Regions from separate parts of the Sus scrofa genome. Here regions 1, 2, 4 and 5 are each linked to region 3. A link is a contact called in public Hi-C and promoter capture Hi-C data. All regions are on one chromosome and are shown on one strand. Each heading gives the region's core, a stretch centred on a gene start, on an enhancer-like site or on the middle of the called end of the contact. The rest is flanking DNA. Distances are from core to core; before and after follow the strand shown.

What was found. Promoter capture Hi-C pulls out the DNA fragments that hold promoters and counts their contacts. Hi-C and Micro-C count contacts between places; a contact is called where the count stands out from the background.
Region 1: a contact with region 3 is called in a Hi-C map of liver, with 10 times the contacts expected there. The contact joins the promoter of PPP1R3F here to the promoter of PRAF2 in region 3. A contact is called at or near these places in 1 of 5 promoter capture datasets (fetal liver), 7 of 47 Hi-C or Micro-C datasets (embryonic fibroblasts, epiblast stem cells, heart right ventricle and 3 more) and 1 of 2 datasets of contacts at active chromatin or transcription factors (alveolar macrophages).
Region 2: a promoter capture Hi-C map of liver shows a contact between it and region 3, with 6 times the contacts expected there. The contact joins the promoter of PIM2 here to the promoter of PRAF2 in region 3. A contact is called at or near these places in 2 of 5 promoter capture datasets (fetal liver and liver) and 3 of 47 Hi-C or Micro-C datasets (alveolar macrophages and liver).
Region 4: a promoter capture Hi-C map of liver shows a contact between it and region 3, with 5 times the contacts expected there. The contact joins the promoter of PQBP1 here to the promoter of PRAF2 in region 3. A contact is called at or near these places in 2 of 5 promoter capture datasets (fetal liver and liver), 1 of 47 Hi-C or Micro-C datasets (heart right ventricle) and 1 of 2 datasets of contacts at active chromatin or transcription factors (alveolar macrophages).
Region 5: a Hi-C map of embryonic fibroblasts shows a contact between it and region 3, with 2.5 times the contacts expected there. The contact joins the promoter of CACNA1F here to the promoter of PRAF2 in region 3. A contact is called at or near these places in 1 of 5 promoter capture datasets (liver), 5 of 47 Hi-C or Micro-C datasets (embryonic fibroblasts, epiblast stem cells, heart right ventricle and 2 more) and 1 of 2 datasets of contacts at active chromatin or transcription factors (alveolar macrophages).

The regions. Positions count from the first base shown.
Region 1 is chrX:43,326,833-43,329,532 of Sscrofa11.1, reverse strand. It overlaps PPP1R3F (protein phosphatase 1 regulatory subunit 3F), which reads right to left and starts at 1,334. Exons shown (of 5, transcript XM_003135095.5): 1 at 935-1,334; 2 at 260-932. The coding sequence starts at 1,259. It also overlaps a transcript of FOXP3 not described here.
Region 2 is chrX:42,997,270-42,999,969 of Sscrofa11.1, reverse strand. It overlaps PIM2 (serine/threonine-protein kinase pim-2), which reads left to right and starts at 1,395. Exons shown (of 6, transcript XM_003360311.4): 1 at 1,395-1,683; 2 at 1,818-1,927; 3 at 2,639-2,689. The coding sequence starts at 1,623.
Region 3 is chrX:43,149,020-43,151,764 of Sscrofa11.1, reverse strand. It overlaps PRAF2 (PRA1 domain family member 2), which reads left to right and starts at 1,415. Exons shown (of 3, transcript NM_001243880.1): 1 at 1,415-1,679. The coding sequence starts at 1,501. WDR45 (WD repeat domain 45) reads left to right here. Exons shown (of 11, transcript NM_001190293.1): 9 at 30-131; 10 at 215-360; 11 at 612-1,074. The coding sequence ends at 721.
Region 4 is chrX:42,975,294-42,977,993 of Sscrofa11.1, reverse strand. PQBP1 (polyglutamine binding protein 1) reads right to left here and starts at 1,348. Exons shown (of 6, transcript NM_001246668.1): 1 at 1,263-1,348. The coding sequence starts at 1,329. TIMM17B (mitochondrial import inner membrane translocase subunit Tim17-B) reads left to right here and starts at 1,707. Exons shown (of 6, transcript XM_003360308.4): 1 at 1,707-2,121. The coding sequence starts at 1,949.
Region 5 is chrX:43,283,125-43,285,824 of Sscrofa11.1, reverse strand. CACNA1F (voltage-dependent L-type calcium channel subunit alpha-1F) reads left to right here and starts at 1,367. Exons shown (of 48, transcript XM_021080219.1): 1 at 1,367-1,909. The coding sequence starts at 1,835. CCDC22 (coiled-coil domain-containing protein 22) reads right to left here and starts at 593. Exons shown (of 17, transcript XM_003135083.5): 1 at 333-593. The coding sequence starts at 382.

The DNA.
Region 1 (2,700 bases), core at 85-2,584, 180 kb before region 3:
AAGCCTGTTGATTCTGGAGGGCAGGGAAGATGTCTGTCTTGTTCAGGGCTCTACAGTGGAATTCAATACATGAATGAAACCCCGGTAATTAAAACACAGCCTAGCACACGTTTGGTCTCCATTACTCTTTGACTAACTGACTGAATGAGCCCTCCTCCCAGTCCTGGTGAGCAAGCCTGAGGGGTTCCTGGGCCAGACTGCTTGTCCTCCATCCTAGACACAGCCCTGCGTTGGCGGAGGTGGCGCTGGCAGACATTACCTGCGCCTCATCGGCTTCATGCAGCTCTTCAGCTGCCTGGCCTCAGCCTCCACGGGACCCTGGCACTCGGGCTGTGGCTCCGGCTGCTGCAGCTGCTGCTGCTGGGGCAGCCCTTCGGCATCAGTGGGTGTGGGAGCGGGTGCAATCCGGAGCAGGACTGTGTAGTTGCGGCCGTGGTTGTTGGCCCAGAAAGTGCCCTCGGGGGTCTCATAGCGCACCACGAAGTCCAGGCGCGCCCCATCGCCCGCGCCCTCAGCAAAGGGCAGCTGGAAGGCAAAGCGGTCGGTGCGGCCGCCGTCGTCGGGCGAGGAGGCGGACGCCTGGCCGGGGCCCAGGCCAAGGGCCAGATCCAGGATGGGATCTCCTGCTCCTGGTCCTCCCGTTCCTGCCCATGGCGGGCTGCGCGGGACGTAGCGCGCTGGGTGGTCGCAGAAGGAAGCCCAGCCGTCGTGTGAGGCCCGCACGTGCACCGCCTTCTCGAAGGAGCGGTTCAGCACGCGGACCAACCCGCGCAGCACGGGCGGGCGCCCCCCGGGCACCCACACCCCGGCACCCCCGGGGACCGCTCCGGGAGGCGGCAACAGAGCCTCCAGCTCCACCATGACGCGCCCCAAGCGCTCCAGACGGCCTGACGCGGGCGGCAGCGAAAATGTGGGCACCAGGTAAAACCCCCGCCAGCGGGGACGGGGCACAGCGGCGAGGGCTCGGGGCAAGCCTCCTCTTCCTCCTCCCCTTCATCCCCATCCTCGCCATCGTCGTCCTCGTCAGCCCCGCCGCCGTCGCCATCTTGCCCGGCCGCCGCCGCCATCTTGCCCGCCCCGGGCCCGCCCCACGGCCGGTAGCGGCGCAGCTGCGCCAGCGGCAGCCCCAGGGCCTCATCGGCGAACAGCACCCGCCGCGGGGCCACCGCTACCTCGACTGAGGTGCGGGGCTCGCCCGCGGCCGGCGAGGGGGGCGCGGGATGCCGCAGCGGGGGCTCCACAGGGGCCGTGCGCGCCATATCGGCGGCGGCGGCGGCACCGACGGCACCGGCGGCGGGACCGGCGGGGGCAGGGCCTGAAGGGGCGAGCAGCCAATGGGAAGGCCAGCGCGGGGGGGTACGACTCACGGGGGGCGTAGGCGGCGAGACGAAGACAGGTGTAGCGGAGAGCCAATGAGGAGCCGCGCACGCGTGACGTAGGCGGTGAAGCGCGTGCAGGGGAAGCGCGCAGCCAATGGGGATGCCCGAGAGTGGGCGGTGTAGGAGGCGGGATGATCGGGGAATCAATGGGGAGGCCTGAATGGGGGGGCGGGGTCCGGGATGAAGAGAGCAGTCGTAGGACAGATAATAGGGAAGCGGGAGCGGTGTATGGGCGCCGGGGAAAATGGAATGGTTTCAGGCGATGGGGGGCAGCGGAAGCGAACGGAGAGACCAGAAAAGCAGGAGATCCGTGGGTTGCGTAGGTGGTGGGATGGAAGCTAGAGACAGCGAAGAGCCAATGGGGAGTCGCGCGCCTGTGGCGTACGGAAGAGATGACGCTAATGGCTGCAGCGAGCCAATGAGGAGTCCTGTGAATGTGCACTACGCCTTCAAGGGGCGGTGCCAGGGCTGAACTAGCCACTGCGGAGACTAGAAGTGACCGAGAGGCGGTGTGTGAGTTGCCCGGGAGGCGGGACTGAAGGGGGAAAGCCAATGGGTAGGCGGCGAAGGCGGGAGCAGGAAAGAGAGATGGCGGTTAGCCAATGGAGGAGCCAGAGTGAAGACTGTTGAGACGTCAAAGGGTGCTGGAACGGGGTGAACCAATACCAAAGCTAGAAAGCATAGCGGGACCGAAGGATCCGGAGGTGGGACGGCAAAGAGCAGAGCCAACGAGGGTGTTGTAGGTGGTGTGAAGGAGAGGATGAGCAGCCAATAAGGAGGCCGGAGGAGAGGATGGTGCGTAGGTAGTCTAGGTTGTAGGGTGGTCGGGCTACAGAACCGTAGAGTGCAGGCAGCCTTTAGGAAAAGTGTACCTCTCGTGGATGGTTTTACCTTCTCCTTAACCCTCCATGACCACTCCCTTTTGCCCCAGGGCTGTGAATGCCGAGAGCCCCCAAGAACCTAGACCGTACCCTAGTGTGAGATCAAGAAAGCAAAACGGACTTTGCGGTCACAGTTGCTGGTTCTCCCCTGCCCACCTCCGAACCTTAGCTTGGGCAGTACCACTAGCCGAGAATGCCCCTGATTATCATTCTCAGTGTTCTCCAGGATTTGGCACCATTGTTGAATGAAGGAGAGATTGAGGTTTTGGGGTTTTTTTTTGTTTTTTTTTTTTTTTGAAAATTAGCTTTTTCTAACTCTGAGCGTGACTGTATGCAGCCGGGAGTTGGTTGGCCATGTTGGCAGACATTGACTATCACAGATCAAATCCCTGTCATTCTTGCCTGACTCAAACGCCATAGCCGACAGTGGCCTCACCGCC
Region 2 (2,700 bases), core at 146-2,645, 150 kb after region 3:
ATAGGGTGCACGTCCGTTTGTATTCCTGTGACAGACTCTGGGTAGCTATTTCTGAACAGTGTCAGTGACGGCGCTGCACGTCTGCTGTATGTGTGTGTCTGTGACTGTGACTGGATCTGTCCATGTCTGTTTTTGTGACACTGCCTATCTGTTGCTCTAGCACCTAAGTATATGTCTGGCTTTGGAGCAGTGCATGTGTGTCTCTGGAGTGTTTGTGTGTGTTCCTGTGTCAGACTCTGGGTCTCTCGTTTCTGGAACAGTACAAGTCTTTTCTGTGACACTGCATGTCTGATGGTGCCAGTGTCTTCGTCACAAGTTCTGGCTGTGTGTCTGGCAGGACATATCTGTGTCCTCGTTACATGTAGGTCTATGTGAATCTCTCTGGAGTGCCTTTCTGTAACAGTGCATCTCTCGAGTGTCATTCTGGAACTTGACTCTGGCAGCATGCCTGCCTGACAGTGGATGTCTGTCTATGTGTGACAGTAGGTATCTGCATGTGTGTCTAGGACAAGCTCACATGAATGGCGGCACATGTTTGTGTATTTCTCTCGCGGCAGTTCTGTGTGTGTCTTTGGAGTGCCTGTCTCTCTTCCTGCGGCACGAGAGCTATTTTCCCCAAATCTGTGACTTGACCACCTCCCGGAGCTCTCTCAGTCCGTCTCTCTCATCCGGAAGCATGCCCAAGAAGCCACCCCCACTCTGGCTTGCTCCCATCCCCAAGAACCCCCCCCCCCGCGCGCGCGCCCCATTCGCCATTCCAGATTCTAGATCTGCTGACTGGGCTCACAGCCAGGTCTAGGCAGGTCTGTCTAGGTTAAGGGCTGCACAAACAGCCCGCAGGCCGTGGCCTCCGGGTGTGGGAACACTGCCCTTGACCAGTGCTCCTCCCACGGTGGTGAGGGAGGTTAGCCCTCCCTGACGGCTGAACAGGTTCTTCCAGGATCCTCAGCTTCAGTTTCCGGGCGGAGGCTGCCAGTCGCCTAAAGGGCTCTGGTTCTGGTGTGAGGAGCACCCTTTGGAGACCGGCCGGGATTCTTAGAAGCCTTAGAAGGCCTGGCGTTATCTCCGGCGGCGGCAAAGCAACTTCCTAGAAAAGGAGGCGGTGCATTGAATTTTTTTTAAGTTTATATATCCACGTACACACACTTACATAAAAACAACCCTGCGCAACAACCAAAACAAACGCGGTTGCTGCAAAAGGGATTCCCATAACCAGTTTCCTCTTCGCGCGCGCCCCCCTTATTTGCATGCAGGCCCCGCCCCCGAGGAAGATCCGGGCATGTATTTGCATAAGGGTGCTTGGAACGTTGAGGGTGGTATGCAAATAAGGACTGGCTCCGATTGGCTGGGGTGCAGCAGGTGCCGCGTCCGGATTGATCAAAGCCAAGTGGGCGGGGCCGTCGCCCGGGGCGACTCTCTCGGGAGGCGCGTGCCCTGTCTCAGTAGCGTCGGGGCTGGCGCGCGCGGCGAATCTTAACATCGCGCTGTTTGCCGGCGCCTCTGGGCCACCAGTTTCCTTACCTTCCACCCTGGCGCCCCCCAGTCCTGGCTCCCCAGCCTCGCTGCCCCGGGCGTCCACGCCCTGCGGGCTCAGCGGGCTCAATCTGCGCAGCTCCTCCTCCATGTTGACTAAGCCTCTGCAGGGGCTGCCCGTGGCCCCCATGACCCCCACGCCGCCGCCAGGTGAGAGAGGCTCCCCTACGGCGACCAGGCCGGGCGGGCTGGGGTGATTGAGGGCGGCGCGGGGGGGAGGGGGAGAGGGTCGTGGCCGGCCTCTGCACGCCGCCACCCTGACTTCCCCGCCTCCGCCTGCGTAGGAGGCAAGGATCGAGAAGCGTTCGAGGCCGAGTACCGACTCGGCCCCCTCCTGGGTAAGGGGGGCTTTGGCACCGTCTTCGCAGGACATCGCGTCACAGACCGACTCCAGGTATCCACCACGAGGGTCTTGGGAGGGCCAGGTGTGTGTGTGGCGGCGGCGGGAGCCCGGGGGCTGGGATGCTAATTGACCAGAGAATAAGCGTACAATGTGCGTGTGCTAGGGTCATGAAGGCCGGGATCCGGGTTACTGGGGGTATCCTGGTGCGCGCGCGGGTGCGCGCGCAGACGCGCGGGCGTGGGGGGGGGCGGTCCAGGTGGGTATGTGGGGGGAACGGAGCGGTGGGTTCAAGGCAAGGATTGTGGAGGTCCCGAGAGTGAGACTGGGGAGTGGGGGAGGGGGGAAATCATGAGGATTCTAGACCTTGGAATCCAGGAGAGGTGTATATGTGTGGGAAGGTGGGGACCCAGAGCTGAGATTTGGGGGATTTTGGAGGCAGGTGTCCAGGATGGAGACGTGAGGATCAGAACCCACCCCCGTACAGTCCTGGGGCTGGGGAAATCGAGGGCTTGGGGTGTTAGGACATTCAGAACTCCGCACCCGGAGCGAGGGGTCCTGAAGCCTGGGGGAGAGCCCAGGGCCAAAGATGGTGGGAGAGGTGTACTCGCTTCTGGGGACCTGGAGGGCAGGGGAGAAGCTCCAGCTCATTTGAGGTTGCGGCGTGGAGTGGTTGGGACCAGAAAGACTAGGGCGAAGAGGGTCCAGACTGGGAGGGGTCTGGGGGTTCTCTGCTGGCCCCTTCAGCTCAGCTCACTTCTTCAGGTGGCCATCAAAGTGATCCCCCGGAATCGCGTGCTGGGCTGGTCCCCCTTGGTGAGTATCTT
Region 3 (2,745 bases), core at 166-2,665:
GCGGGCGTCACTGCTGGTCTGCCTTTCAGCATCAACTTTAGCCATGATTCCTCCTTCCTGTGCGCGTCCAGCGATAAGGGCACAGTCCATATCTTTGCTCTCAAGGATACGCGCCTCAACCGCCGCTCCGCGTGAGTGCCCCCCGCCCCACCCCGCCTCGCCCCCATCCCCCTGCCCATGTACCACACCTGGGCTAAGCCTGTGTTGCCTGCAGGCTGGCTCGCGTGGGCAAAGTGGGGCCTATGATTGGGCAGTACGTGGATTCTCAGTGGAGCCTGGCGAGCTTCACCGTGCCTGCTGAGTCAGCCTGCATCTGTGCTTTCGGTCGCAATACTTCCAAGAACGTCAACTCTGTCATTGGTGAGTGGGAATAGCCCTTGCTTGGGGGCACTGCATGGGCGAGGGCCTGCAAATTGGACCTGAAAGAATTTTTAGGGCATGGGAGGCCTGAAAGAGCTGAAACGTTGGTTCACCTCCATCATCATCAGTAAGGGGGATGGAACGTGGGCAAAGGCCTGGCCATAGGCCTTAGGCCGTGGGACACCTGAGAGGATTGGAGTGTGTGGCTTTGACAGCTTCTAACCTCTTACCAATCGTCCCCCCTCCTCCAGCCATCTGTGTAGATGGGACCTTCCACAAATATGTCTTCACTCCTGATGGAAACTGCAACAGAGAGGCTTTCGATGTATACCTTGACATCTGTGATGATGATGACTTTTAAGGACCCTCTGGGTTGTGCTAGGGACTGCGGTGACAGATTGCAAAGCCTTTGTGGGGGTGGGAGTGCTGTGGAAGCCGCCAGCCATCAAGCATTAATGGAGCAGGTGCGCACTTTCCACTCTTGAGAGCAATGCCTAAACAGCTCAGGTCCCTCAAGCACTTCCCGATGACTGTGTGCCTGCAGGGCCAGGCCAGGGACTCAGGGAGGCAGCGGACCCCCTGGGGCTCCCGCCTGGAGAAGACTGCTAGGGACCCAGAGCGGGTGCCCTAATCCAACCTGTGGGGATTTTTAAAAACTTGCCAGAAAGAGACATCTCTGATGTGATGAAAATGAATAAAAGACCCTTAACGGTATTTATGGCTGGACCTCGGGAGTGGGGCCTGGAGCAGATGAGGCTGAAAAGGCCCTGCAGTTTCTTGGAAAGGACCGGACCCTGACGGGATGGAAGTGGGATCCTACTCAGGTCCTTCCGCCAGTCTCTGCCTGTCCTCAATGCCTGAGCCGCCAGAACCGTCCCCGTGGCGCCCCCGCCTGGGGGTGGATGGGAACGCCTCGCCCTCGGCGGAGACTTGGTTTCCCGGCGGCCCCTGCTTCCCTGCAGTTCCGGCGTGTTTGCATTTCCGGTCACGTGCATTGCCGCACCTGCGCTGTCAACTAGGTCGCCAGGGTAGCGGCTGCCGGGTCCAGACTCCATTTCCCGGTGTGCCTCGCGGTGGCGCGGGGTGGAACGGGTGTTGTAGTCCGACCGCTCCGCTGGTCCAGCTGCATCGACTGGCAGGATGTCGGAGGTTCGGCTGCCACCGCTACGCGCCCTGGACGACTTCGTTCTGGGGTCGGCACGTCTGGCGGCCCCGGATCCTTGCGACCCGCAGCGATGGTGCCACCGCGTCATCAACAACCTCCTCTACTACCAAACCAACTACCTTGTCTGCTTCGGCCTCGGTCTCGCTCTGGCTGGGTGAGGGAGGGAGACTCCGGTTGGCCGAGGACGCCCGCTGGGCATGGAGGGTGGACCCGCGGGATTTTGAGGGGGCTGCAAGACCTTGAAGGGGCGAATTCAGTAGAGATGGAAAGCCTAAGGGTCATGGGAGGGGGGGACTTGAAAGAAATAGAAGCTGGTTATAAGAAGGGACTGGGGAGGGATAGAGCCCGGCTGAGGGAGGCCCGACGGGGATGGAGGGTCTGGGGGAAAGACCTGGGGAGGATAGAGAAAGTGTGGAACTGAAAGGGAAACTGGGCTAGGGGATGGACCTGAAGATAAGGAGGGCCTGAAAATGAGATATGACTGCCTGAGGGGTGATGGGGCCCCGATTAAGGTGGCCCTGGAGGACGTAGGGCAGAGACAGGGACAGGGATGTGGTCAAGCCGAAAGGGGGGACTTGTGGAGGATATGGGCGTGGAGAGGAGCCTGGCTCCTGGGACTCTCCAGAAGCAGGTACCTATTGGGGGACTTGAGCCAAGGACGATCCAGGGATGGCAGGCCTGAGACCAGGGTGGGGGGTGGAGAACCCGGAGGTGAGACTTGGGTACGACTGGAATTTAAGAGTGGGACCGAAAGCCTTGAAAGGGTTCTAGCAATGATGGAAGGAGGAATCTATAGGGAAATCGGAATCTGGAGGGGGGATTTCGAGGGGAGGAAGTCTGGAAAGGGATCTCATAAAGGACTCTGGGCCTGGGGAAAGGGAAAAGGGGAAGGCCTGGAAGAGGACTGCAAGGGCTGGGCCTTTGCAAAGGGTGGGTTTGGGAGCAGGTTGGGATGGGGGGGTTGGAGTGGGTCCTGTGGGTGGGGTAGGGTCGGCAGGAAAGAGCAGAAAAAGGCTGAGAGCCCGATGGGAAGGCTGGAAGCAGGAGATTTCAGGAAGATGGGACTGTAGGATTGACAAGAAAGAAATGAGAGCCCACGGGGGAGCCCAGGGCGGTGGACCTGTCGAAGATGGGGCTGGCAGGGGTATTTGCCCGGCTGGAAGGTGGTGGGGTCGCGGGTGGACCAAAGCGCTCGGGGCCTGGGATCGGGTGGACGGTGG
Region 4 (2,700 bases), core at 99-2,598, 170 kb after region 3:
CCATAAAAAGACCAAACATTTTAAAAAAGGTACATGAGTACCTGGACCTCAGTTGGCCGATCACAGGTTTCAACTGTGTATACAGCTAACAATGAAATGTCTATTTCAGCAATAACATAGTGCCTGTCACACAATAGGTCCAAAATAGATCATCAGCTATAATCATTAGTGTTGTTAGTAAGAAACGTACCACGGGCACAAGGCCCGGTATTCAGTAAGCTTAAAATAAATATCAATGACCATTATCCGTATTATTAACCAAAGATCTATGCTTGGCACACAACAAACCTGTAATAGATGTCACCTGTCAATAAAGTGAAAATGAGTTTTCCAGTACACGGCCACACCTTAGCCCAAAATAGATGCCAACTTTTACTGTAATGACAGTAAGGTATAAATACTGGCAACGGCAGCACAGCAGGCCAAAATGACAGATCCTATCATTATCCTTGTTTTGTTTTTTGTTTTTTTGCCTTTTCTTGGGCCGCTCCCGCGGCATATGGAAGTTCCCAGGCTAAGGGTCCAATCGGAGCTGAGCTGCCAGCCTACGCCAGAGCCACAGCAACGCCAGATCCGAGCCGCGTCTGCGACCTACACCACAGCTCACGGCAACGCTGGATCCTTAATCCACTGAGCAAGGCCAGGGATCGAACCCGCAACCTCATGGTTCCTAGTCGGACTCGTTAACCACTGCGCCACGACAGGAACTCCCCTACCATTATTTTACATACTGTAAACCATAATGCATATGCCAGCCACTTAAGCAGACCCGAAATACATGTCAGTTATTGAACTGGTGAACAAGTCGGTATATATCGCCTGAACAGTACCTGGCTCTACAGTAGATCTGAAAAAAATGTTACCTACTAGTATGGTAAAGAACAAAATATCAGCCTCCTCCCACTGTATTTGGTCCAAAAGAGGCTGTAATAGATGTCAGTTTACTATTAATATCCTTAGATACTCTTCCAGGGATCGATTGGATTAAATCTGGCGTATGAAGATCCAAGATAAGCATCAGCTGTCAGTATTAGGTACGACTAAAGCTGAAATGTCTATTCCCTGCCCCACCCCCACCGTAGGCGTCCGCGCGCACGCGGTAGGAATCGGCGTCAGGAATACGTATTGTTTACAACAAAATGTCTGCCAGCCCACTGCTTGGTATATAGTAGGCCCATACTAGGGATCGAGTGGCAATATCAACAACAAAGTGCCTGTCAAGCCTGGCACATGGTAGGCCCATCTGCTCTTAGCTCTCTCACCGGGCTCGAGATGTTTGAGGATGCCTCTCTTGGCCAAGCGGGTCTGCAACGCAACGGGCAGCGGCATAGCGGGTAGCAGACAGACCTAGGGAAGGACAGACGAGAAAGCAGTTCAGATAAGGATTTGAATCTGGAGCTCGTAAGCAAGCGCCTCTCCCCAACATGCACTCATCTAGACTCCCACCTACCCACCTGCACCAGGAGCTGGGCAACAGAACCTACCCGCTAAAAGGTGGAAGGGATAAACGGCAGTATCACCGAAATTCTCGCCAACTCTCCTCTCCAGGCGGGGTGCTCCGGGACAGGACTCCTCTCCCAGGCCTCCTCTCCCAGGCCTAGGCTCCACCCATCGCCGAAGGGGCCAAGCGCCGCTCCCCCGCGCCCCAGAAATGGGCTCACCCAACGTCCCCCAAAGACTGCCGGGTGGAAGGAACCAAGGAGCAGGGGTGGGGGGAGCAGGGTTTCCTCTAGCTCCAAAAAATGCGCCCACCCCGACATTACCAATACAGTCACGCGGGTTGCGGAAGGCTGTCAGACTGTCGGCCTCTCTCTCGACGCCTTTATGATCGCCAGGACCACGACTCTTTTTCTCCTGAGGGAAAGAATGAGGCCCTCTCTCCCTGAGCCAGAGGTAACTGGGCGACGCTCGGGCTGCAGAGAACAGATGACGGAAACCTAACTGGCCAATGAGAGTGCGCCTTGGCCTGACGTCTGGCGAAAGGACCCAATCATTACCTTGGAATAGGTGGAAAGCTCGGGCGCCTGTGTGCGTTTACAGTGGGGGTGTGGCCCGGCCGGGATTTAGCCAGACTGCGCGGCCGGACGCCGGCGCCATGGAGGAGTACGCTCGGGAGCCTTGGTACGGCGAGGGGCACAGGCCTCGGGACTCTTGCTGCGGCGCCACGGCCAGCGGTGGGAGGCGGGCGGGGGAGGCGCTGGCTACACAGCGCCACGTCCCAGACTCGGGAGACTTTTAAACGTTTGTTGTCTCCTTCCGCTCCCGTCCACTTGTTTCCTTACTTGGGCTCCGTTAAGAGGGGCCACAACTGTGTGCTTGAAGGAGCTGGTGCGGTGCAGGACGAACCACTCCACGTTTCCCTTGACTCTTGTCCCCGGTCCCTCTTGTTAACGGAAAGAGACACGTTGGTCGAATCCATTCCAGCCGGGGGGTGGTGTGTTGCTAGGCGGAAATCCCCAGGGTTACCGCGCGTGGTTTTTCCCAGGTCCCTTTGGTGAATGGAGGCGGGGCTTGGGTGAGCCCACTGTGGGCAAGGAGGGGGTGTCGGATCGTCCCCACGGTCTGCAGCTAGGTTTTTCCTCCCTCGTGCAAGGTGAAGAAAGGGAAGAGCGTGGCTGGACGAGCTCATTGTCGGAGGAGGGGGTGCGACCCCCGTTGTACTTTACAGTGCCAGCTTGTTAACACTTCCGTAGCGCTTAT
Region 5 (2,700 bases), core at 118-2,617, 130 kb before region 3:
CCCAGGGTATTGACGTCAAATCCACAGGTCTCAGAACCCCAGGTCTTAAGGTTCCAAGGTTTTAAAGTGTCTAGGTCCTGGAGTTTGGGGTTTCCCAAGTGTCAGGGTCAAAGGGTTTGGGAGGCCGTGTGTGTGTGTGTGTGTGTGTGTGTGTGTGTGCGCGCGCGCGCGCGCGCGTTTGTGTGTGTAAAGAGAAGGGAGGATCCTAGGGTTCTGGAAGTTGGAGCCCTGAATGTCAAGGTCCGGGGTTTTAATGTTCCCGGGTGACTGGGTCCGGAGTTTTGGAGTCCCGGATGCGGGCATTCCGGGGTGGGCGGGGGCTGTGTCCTTACGTGCCGGCCTGGCGCAGGGAATGGATGAGGATTCGGTCCGCCTCCTCCATGGTGGAGCCGTGTTCGAGTCCGAGGCTGGGTCCAGGGCCGGGTCCGAGCAGGATAGGCGCAGCTGTGGAAAGCCCGCTCCGAGCTCGCAGTTCAAGGAGTGTCACGGGCTGCGCGGGGACAGCCGGGAAATGTAGTTCCGAGAGAGAGAGTTCGGCGCAAGCCGGATGCCTGTCGCCTCGGTGTGAATGGGCGCGCGCAGGCTTGAGACGCGCAATGGCTGCTGGGAGTTGTAGGGTTTGTTGGGGTTTTTTTTTGGTTGTTTTTTTGTTTTTTGTTTTTTTACCCGCAGCGCAGTGCGCTCTTCCAAGTGAGCAACGGACTCTACCGCGCGCGCGCGCGCGTGTGCGAGAAGAGGGAAGGGGCGGGACAGAGGGTGGTTTCTCGACTCATTCATTTCAGGCGTCATTCAACTCCCAGATTGCAAAAAGAAACAAGTCAGGGGCAGGGGCTTTCGCACAAAGCGACTAGGATTTGAGTCTCAGCTCTGCAACTTGCTAAATGTGCCACTGTGAGCAGGTTACATAACTTCCCTGTGTCTTAGTTTCCTCGCCTGTAAAATGGAACTATTAATAGTACCTGCTTCCTAGGATTAAAACAATTAATTCGTCTAAAGCACTGTTGTACTATGTGCCTGATACATAAGACAATAAAAAGTATTATGTGAGTTACAGTTACTAGTATTCACGCATTCAATAAATGCTTTATTTTAATGTTATACACATGTGTACACTCCAAAAAATAATTACATAGTAAACATCCACGTAACCACCGTTCATTAAAAAGACCACCCACGGAGTTCCCACTGTGGCTCAGCAATAAGGAACACGACTAGTATCCATGAGGATGCTGGTTTGATCCCTGGCCTTGCTCAGTGGGTTAAGGATCCAGCGTTGCCGTGAGCTATGGTGTAGGTTGCAGACGCAGCTTGGATCCTTCGTTGCTGTGGCATAGGCCAGCAGCTACAGTTCAGATTTGACCCCTAGCATGGGAACCTCCCTATGCTGCGGGTGCCGCCCTAAAAAGCAAAACAAAAACAAAAAACAATATCGACTATTTCAATTATGTATTAGTAAATTTAAAGTATCTCCCCATTTATTTAGTTCCCCTTTAATCACTTGATAATATTTGATCATTTTTTTCTCATGGAGATTTTCCACATGTTACATTAGGTCTATTCGTACATACTTCAAATTCCAGATACTGCTGGGAAATGATTATCATTTTTTTTATTTTAGTTTCTGACACTGGTACTGGAATATATATTGTAAAAAAAAAAATTTAAATCGGTGCCTTTTCTATCGCCAGGATCTGGACCACAAGTGTCGCATCTTCATTCCTGCTCACCCTCCCATGGGACCCTGTTATGGCCCCGCCCTGTGACCTTAATCCCTCCAAAGCTGGGGGAAGAGAGGGGGGCCGTGTGCAGATGGCTCTTCAACCTTGAAAGGAGGATGTCGGCATCTGAAGGCGGGAAAGGTGAGAGCAGCCTTCCACCCCTGCAGACCCTTGGAACCAGCCTGGGCTCTGCTCCATCCTCAGCCCCTCTGACCCACCCACTACCCAGAAGGACACCCCACCCCTGGAGAGCCTTTAGGGGAACAGAACTACATCACCCTGTTCCCATCCCAGCCAGCCCCAAAGACAGCCTTAGATCCCAACTGAAATCCAACTCCAATCCTGGCCCTGATCCCCTGTCCCAGTGCCCACCCCAATTTCAACACCAGTGCCAACCCCTAAGCTTAATCCTAACACAGACTTTACCTACTAGAGGACAACCCCTGGTAGACTCCAAACCCCCACATGGATTCAGACCTTACCATGAGCTCTAAAGTAACTGAAACTCAACCCCAACCCCTGGATATCAAAGTGGGTCTCTGACTTTCCGGAAAGACTGCAGACCCATTTTTAAGGACCAGAGAGAGAGAATACACACTTAATGGTAGTAGTTAGTAAGTCACGAAGGCTTAGAGTCAGAGGCTGCCTGGGTTGGACTCCCAATTCAGCTGCTTCATCAAATCACTTAACCTCTCTTTCTGCATCAATTTCCTACCAGCAAAATGGGAATAATTCCATGTCTCAGACATTCTTTAAATGCTGAGCTCATTTAATTCTCACAACAACCCTGTAGGCACTCTTTTTGTCATCTCATTATACAGATAAGGAAATTGAAGCTCAGAGAGGTTACATAATTTGCTCAAGGCCACACACAGCTACCAAGAAGAGCCAGGATTTAAACTCAGACAGCTTTGTTTCCTCCAAAGCTGGGCATCTTTTTTTTTTTTTTTTTTTTTTTCGGTCTTTTTAGGGTCGTACCCAC